Linked DNA regions of Mus musculus: region 2 is linked to region 1. A link is a contact called in public Hi-C data. All regions are on one chromosome and are shown on one strand. Each heading gives the region's core, a stretch centred on a gene start, on an enhancer-like site or on the middle of the called end of the contact. The rest is flanking DNA. Distances are from core to core; before and after follow the strand shown.

Region 1 (3,988 bases), core at 315-2,814:
ACACATTGTGCTAAACTCTGGAATTCATGCATCAAAGATTCAGAGATCCCACCACTCTCTCTCCAGTGTAATGAATAACTACTTTCAAAGACAGAATAGCCACTCTGTTTACCACAGAACAACATCAATTCTCTTGCAATATAAATATATATATGGGACCACTCTTAACACATCGACTTCCACATCACTTATGTCTAAACAGCTAAAGAAAATCTTACTCAGTTATCTACCCATTCAATTCTCTTCTCCTCAAGGTTTCAACTCACTTTTTAAAAGTATCTTCCCAAATAAGACCTGCTATTTAAAAGAAAAACACTGTTCCTGAAAGACAAAAAGGCCAGTTTGTAAGTTCCCAGTCTTAGCAACTCCTCCATTAGCCTCAGGCACTAGCAACCTTATTTCCCATTGTGAAGGCTGTATTTTCCCCTCTAGTTTCCTCCAAGCTCTCACTCAAAATCCGTCAAACTATTCTGACTGCACACCAGCTGCTGTCTTTCCATTCAAAATGTTCTCGACGTCGGTGTTAATGCATGTGAGTCTTCTTTAAGTGTGCATCAATCCCTGCTTCCCCTCCCTTACCCCAGACACTCACACACACACACACACACACACACACACACATACACATACACACGCACGCACCCCCAGTACCCATGGGTCACTCTATCTCCTTCATACAAGTTCCTTACATCGCACCTAATGAATGCACACGACTCTCAGAATGGTATCTTCCAACTACAGTTTCTTTCGAGAACATCACCTTGTTCGTAGCACCTCCCTCTTCCCTCGTCTCCCCATCCTTTTTCCCCCTTTCCGGGCTCTCCGACCCCTCTAACTCTGGACAGAAGGCATTATTTCTCCTCCTTCCAGCCCGCGACTAAAGAACAAGCTCGCGTTTCCTGCGGGCTCCCCTTCCTCTCATTTGCCCTCCAGAATGCGCCCTCCCAACCCCCAGGTGTGCCGACTTCCATCCTCCTCTCTCCTGCATCGCCCCGGCCAGCACACCACGTTTCCCGGGCCGTGGGCTCCAGACCCCTTCACACCCACCTCGACTCTGGGTCGCTGCCGGCTCTCCTCTCCCCTACCCCGGCCCCGCAGCCTGCGACCAGAGGCGCGCGCGCGCGCGCGCACACGCACACACACACACTCACACACACGTTCTCGTCTCCCGCTTCCCCAACCTCCCTCCGCTCCTCGCCCGGCTTCCCCCGGAGCGCGGCTCGCCCGGCTTCCCGGGGGCCAGGCAGCCATGTGTGTGCCCGCCCCCTCCCGCAGCCGCCCGCTCGGCCCCGCGCTCGGCCTCCCCGCCCTGGGGACAGAAGGACGCCGCGACTCCCCCACCGCTTCCGAGTCCGCCGGTCCTCGGCCCCCCGAGAGCCTCCCCTTCCCCCGTCGCCACCACGCCTCGGCCAAGCTCCGGCGCTCACCGGAGATACTGCGCGCTCTGCAGGCTCATCCTCCGCCGCCGCGTCTCGCCGCGAAGCCTCCGTGGGTCTCTCAGGCTCCTCGGAGCGGCCCCGCGGCCCCGCGGGTGCTGGCGGTCGCCGCCATCTTCCTCTCCTCCGACTCCTCCTCGCTTGGCGCGGGGTGGGGGGGGGGGAGAGTGAGTGAGGCGAGGGGGAGGGAGTTGGGGGGAGCGGCTCCGGCAGCGGCTGCGGCTCTGGCCTGTGGGGCGCAGGGACGCTCCGGCTCCGGAGGGGGGGGGGAAAAAGAAGGGGAAAGGGGCGGGGAAAGAGGAGGGGAGAAGCAGAGGAAGGAAGTCGGGTTCGCTCTCGCGAGACTTCAGCAGCGCCGGTCCCTCTGGGTGCTTTCCGCCGCTCTGTAGCGCTCCCTCTTGGGATCGGCGAGCGGTGCGGTGCCCGCGCGCCGGCCGAACGATCCGGTGCTGGTGCCCGGCGGCCTCCTAAGGCTCCGTCCTGTTCCTCCCGGGCGCGGGGGCGGCCCCCGGCTCACCGCGGACATCGAGCCCAGAGCAGCCCGGAGTCACACTCAAAGCCTTCCGCCCGGCCACCCGCCCACTTCTCACTTCCTTCCTTCTTTCTTTTTTTTTTTTTTCCCACTCCTCCACTTTCCCCGCCGGAAACGCCACCCCTTCCTCCTACAGTTCCGCCCGCCAATTCCTCGACTCCGGTCGTCCCCTCGCGCGCCGGAGAGTGACGCAGAGGCCTCCCCCGTTTCAGCCGCCCCTCCCCGGGCACTCTGGGAGAAGGTTGGGGGGGGGGGGGGGAATAGGGCGGAGCCCAGGGAGAAATAGAAAGGAAAACCAATCCGATTGGGCAGGCCGCTGCCATGGAAACTGGAGGCTGTGGTTGTATTGTCATAGTAACTGCCGTGTGTAGACAGGGTGACCCTCCCGTAGAGAAACGGGTTCCCTGGAAACTGCCCAGGATTCCCCACTTGGATTCCCTGCCTTTTTAAAAGCCAGAAGTCGAAATGGTTATCCGAGTAGGAAAGTCCATTTCTTCCTCCCTTACTCTCCCAGCAAAAATTGGGGGAGACCCCGAAGCATTCATTTTAGGCATTGCCAGTCCCCCAAGGGTGGAAACCACCTCCATCGTTGCCTATCTGAGCCGGGTAGGGAGAGGGCCGGGCCCGAGAAGAAAAGGCAGGTTATGAAGGCCGGCGGCGAGTGGGTGGGAACGAGAAAGCGAGGGCGATGCTGCGAAGTCAGAGGAAAGGGAAGGGGCTTCCCCACCACTGTTTGAGGCTGGGCAGCGGGATCCCGCCAGAAGCGGGTCCCTAAGGGAAGAGACGGGCACATGACAACCGAGATGCGGCTCCGGCGATCGCGAATGTTCGACTTTTTGTAGCCGGTCGACCCTTGCCTAATTCCTACTCGATATCACCGGCGAGACCTCCCGTAGGCGACTTAGTGAGAGCTCGAACCCAGCCTAGGAGGCTAACACGCAGTTCTTAGGCATTTAGAATGGAGAGCGATCAGAAAGGCTGATGACGTTCTTTCCAGAGGTACCCTCAGAGAGAAAAGACGCTCCGTCATCGAAGGTTGATCTCCAAAGACCCCCTCCTCAAAAACATCTGCAGTGTTTTAGAACTTGCCATAAAAAAAAAGTATCTAGATTTATCTGCATGAGGGAGTTTAAGAAAATAATTTTCCATTTTGAGAACGAATATTTTAAGCATTTTGTGTCAGGTTTAGGGTTAAAATAGAAATAATGGATCCTGATGATGTGGAATCGTGTAGAATAAGTCATTCTGATGGAATGAAGTAATTATTGATATTTTACAGGTTTTATTTTCAATTGATGTTGAAAGTTATATAAGCAGCTATCCTAAAGTGTTTTAGAATAAGATCCAAGAACGCAGTCCTCACTGTATAGTTAAAACCAGCATTTTCAATGGGATCTTGGTTTTGGTTTGGGTACCTGATATCTTCCGGTTTTTCCATGCTGCCTAAAGAATCGCTTTACAGGTCTTTCTCTGAATCCAACTCCTATTAACCTAGAACAGTGTTTATTTGGAACGTGTTTCTGTTCTCAGGAAACGAAAGTACAGCCCACTTGGACATCATTCTCAAGGACAGCATGTCATTAACGAAATAGAAAGTGAACTATGCCCCCTCATGCTGCAAGCAAGCGCGAGTGTGAGGCGCTATGACGTATGGGCGATTGCAGCAGTACAATGGCCCCTATCTTCCACCAGCGCCAACGCACCGCCCACTCACGGGAAAGAGAGCCACCTAGTGAGAAACTGTTCACATCTCTGGTGTGTAGCTTTCTACCTCAACTCTGGAAGTCAAAGAATGGAAGTTACTACTATATATACTCAAATATTCTACTTTTTTTTTAGTTAGTATTCAGGGTGATGAATTCCATTATGGCACACATACACACACAAATATTTTATCTACCTTCCCCATTGATTTCCTCCATACTACTTTCTTCCCTCTCTTCCTTGTGCTCTCCCCCTCTTAGTCATCCATTCTGCTTTCATTGTCCTGTGAATTTCCATTAGATTCTCCACTGCTTCC
Region 2 (3,852 bases), core at 684-3,183, 7.3 Mb after region 1:
ACATTTATCTCCCTTTGAATCTGTTTCCCAGTTGTTAAATAGGGGCTCGGTCTGGCCTGGTGGCACATGCCTTTAGTTCTGCCACTCTGGAGGCAAGTGTATCTCAAAGACCAAGTGAGGGGTACTCAGTGAGACCTACTCCCACCCAACTGCTCAAAATGGAAGAACCCAACTCTCCTCCACAAAGACATGGAATTGGACACCAGGTACACACACAAATAGATGCACACAGCTATGAAGATGCATAGCCAATGCATGAGGTGGTACTACACCCTCATGTGGATGTTAGCATATGAACAAAAACCACCCAATAAAATAACAAATGTTAGTGAATGTGTGGAGAAATGGCACCTTTTGTGCAATTCTTGTGGAAACGGTAGCTTCCTAAGACTTTCCCTATTATTTGGCAATTACACGGACTAAAAACATGCCCACAAAACAAAACTTGTTTACAAGAAATCACAATCGGCAAGATGGAGAAACAGAAGAGTAGGAATTCCATCTGTACAATGGGACAGTATTCAACCACCCAAAGGAATGCCATACTGATACCACGACTGAACTAGAAAATCCTAAGGCTCCAGCCTAAGTAGATGGAGCACCTACAATGGATTTCTATTTAAGGAAACGAAAATAGTCTGCAACTAGGTAACACTGATGGTTGTACGACAGAAAAAGTTGAATTTCACATCTTAATATGATTGAATAAGGTGAATTTTAATCTCAGAAGAAAAACATGCCCCTATATGCATAGCTCCAAGTCTAAAGTCCCTTCTCTTTTGGAGACAATTAATGCTGCACAACTGTTAAGCCACCCTCTCCACTCTCCCAGTGAGCACGTGGTGCCTGCCTATCTTGTCGCAAGATACCCAGATGAATACTTTAACTTCCTAATTTTTATGTGTTTAAAGCCCATGATTTCTAAGTGAGGGAGAAGTTTCCGAAAAGCAAATCTTAACAGCCAATGTTTCTGTGAAAACAATATGTCAATCACATAAAACCTGTATTGGCCAAAACCCGGCAATTCAATTACTCTTGCTATGGAGACCTCGAGGATCCAAAAAGTCAAGTCATTCACATTCATTTTTTACAAATCTAAAAACACACGCCAGGCAATTTCCTAGTCGTACCTACTGCTCAATTCCCAGTAACTTTTTAAAAATTGCTTTTATACATAAAGACTGGGGGTATACCGGAACGGTAGAGAGCTTGCCTAGCGTGTGTAAGGCCTGCAGGTCCGCCACTGGCACTGCTAAATAAAAACTGAAACCATAAGCACTGTCCAGGGCGTTTAGAAATAATACAGAGAATGTATGTATAACCACCTATAAAATGAAAGCGGTGACCATGACTAGTCATGCGGGCATGGGAATTCCTTCCCATGGCCCCCGGCCCGGAGCTCAGAGCTTTGCAGGAAGGTTTCTGATCCCTGGCCAGGAACCGGGAGCCGAGAAGACCTCAGGCAATGGAGAGAGGGGACCGCCACCCGCGAGCCTACCACGAACCGCGCCAAAAATTGGGATCCAGACACACCCCCGACCTTCCAGCCGCGGCCGGGACACTCAGGCCCAGGCAGGCGGCGGCGTAGAGGCCGCGGGCCCGCGACGGGGGCAGAGCCGAGGACATCAGCCCCGGGAAAGCAGCCGCCGCCCGGCGGCGCGAGCCGGTGGGTCCAGGCCGACCCCTACCTCTTCCAAAACGGAAGCCATGCCGTCGCGCGTCAGACCCGAGGCCGGAGCTGCAGCGGTGCACCGAAGCAGACAGGAAAAGCCGAACACGCCACCCACGAGCGTCGCAGCGCCGGCAGCGAGCTCCACAGACCCGGCGCGACACGGCGGCCCGCCCTCCGCACGAGACGGCTCTGGAACCTTCGCAAGGCTCCACCGGAGCCTCCCAAGGCCCCGCCCCTCCGAGTCTAGTCCCGCCCCCAGGCTGGTTGCCTAGCAACGCTCAATTCTCGCGAGCGATCGAATGCTCAGGAGGCGTCCAGCCACTTCCTTCCGCCCCAGCGATTGAGACGTCGTTCCGCGCCGGCAGAACCGGGCTGCGCAGTCGCAGCTCGCAACCGCGGCCAGACCTAGCCCCGGAACTAACCTTCAAAGGTTTGGGGACCCGATAGGAAGTGTCTCGAGAAGGGCTGCTTCCGCTGGTGCGATGCGGAGTTGCCAGGCCGCCATCTTGTCTTCGGCAGCTCTGAGGTATCGGGAAAGAACAAAGGAGCGCCCCCAAAGAAGCACAACTACCATCAAAAAAGGACGGATTTGTTAAGGGAGGAAGGCTCCTAAGTAGAACAATGGCTTTAAGTGGGCCTTGGGTTTCTGGAGGCGTCCTGCGTCTAGCACCGTTGACGTGGCGCCATCTCGTGGGACTGTAGGAAGGTTGCACGGGCTTCCTGACTGGCTCTGGGCGCCGTGGTGGAAAGCGGCACGGTTTCAAGTGGCCGAACGCTCCATTCTCCCTTGCCTATATGAGCTCTTGATACGAAGTTTTCCACTGCCTTCGCTCTTTACTAGCGGTTTATTTTGTATTTTCAGCAGGGTTTGGATTGAGTGAATTTCCACGTAAAATGTGGAGGAATTCTTAGGACTTTGGGTTGCAGCAGCCCGGATTAGTAAACCCCCAGCGTAAAACCGTTTTTCAAATTATCTTAATTATGACAGCATAGAGACGTCCATAACACCCAGTAAACCGAGACAGAAAACAAACAGTACCCATTGGGAGGTAGAGCAATCTGCTGTCAGCTTACAGATGCTTAGGGGAGTTACTAGCATCAGCAAGTCAAGGAAAATGCTGCTACACTACACTTTATATTAATGTAACATTAAGGCATGCAACCTGTACGAACTTCTCACACAAACTTGCACAAAATGACAAGTTAGACAGGGATGTATGTCGTGTATAGTTGCAACTTAAATAAAAGTCTCAAACCACCAGTCCCATGGCCTATAGTGATAAAAATAAAAACAATCCTTTTCTGGAGTGGACAATGACAGAAAGGTGCCACCCTTTGAAGTTTATGAAAAGGTGAAATAAAAAGGAGGAGGACATGGCTACTTCTAAAGTATGGAGAAGATTTTTTTTATTATTTTTAATTTTTTTTTGTAGCTATAAGGAAGACAGGCAGAGGGAAGGGTCCAGGTCGAACATGACTGTTAGACTAAATACAACATAAGAGCAAGAGGGGCCTTGAACCTGTAAGAGTCCATGAATGGTCTAAGAATCATACCCTAGGCTCAAACAGTATGTAAACGCACAGAGTGTTTTATTCTGCAGAAGTCCAGCGGTGCTGGAGTCTCCCATTACCAGAAATAAAGAGTCAACCAAGTGAGCTTGAAGGCCTGATTTAATGCATGTTAGGAGATTCCATTTATTCCCTAGGGGATGACCTCTAACCCCATTTCTATCGACATTCCATTACTCGGGCATGGAGACTAAAAACTGTTGCTGAAGAAGTCTGGAAACTGGTGCCGACCCATTGTCCTTGCCTCAGGCCAGGTGGTGAGGCAGCTTCTGCGGACTGGCCTTACCCAGTCAAACGGTCAATTTAAAGCCTGTCATGGAGTCAGCCTAACCTTCTCAGACCAAGAGAGGCTGACTCAAACAAGAGACCTAAGTAGCAAAAATGGTTGAGTTATATAGGGACTGGTTTTGGCACAAGACACCCCAAGTCCAAATTCTCAACACAAAGATTTATTTCCTCTAGTGGGACAAGCAACAGATAGAGGCCTAGGAGAAGCAGAAAGGAGCAAGGTAGAGAGTGAAGGGCTATTTGTCCTAGAGGGACAAAGGACTGTCTCTGATTAAGAGAGGAGTCCAGGTTGGGAGAGAACAAAGGAGCATCCCCAAAGAAGC

What was found. A called contact is a pair of places that touch in the nucleus more often than the background predicts.
Region 2: a contact with region 1 is called in a Hi-C map of uterus, with 9 times the contacts expected there. The contact joins the promoter of Cacybp here to the promoter of Smg7 in region 1. A contact is called at or near these places in 1 of 39 promoter capture datasets (liver) and 2 of 484 Hi-C or Micro-C datasets (CD4 T cells and uterus).

Annotation. Positions count from the first base shown.
Region 1 is chr1:152,901,082-152,905,069 of GRCm38.p6, forward strand. It overlaps Smg7 (Smg-7 homolog, nonsense mediated mRNA decay factor (C. elegans)), which reads right to left and starts at 1,565. Exons shown (of 23, transcript NM_001160256.1): 1 at 1,428-1,565. The coding sequence starts at 1,456.
Region 2 is chr1:160,210,959-160,214,810 of GRCm38.p6, forward strand. Cacybp (calcyclin binding protein) reads right to left here and starts at 1,934. Exons shown (of 6, transcript NM_009786.2): 1 at 1,689-1,934. The coding sequence starts at 1,709.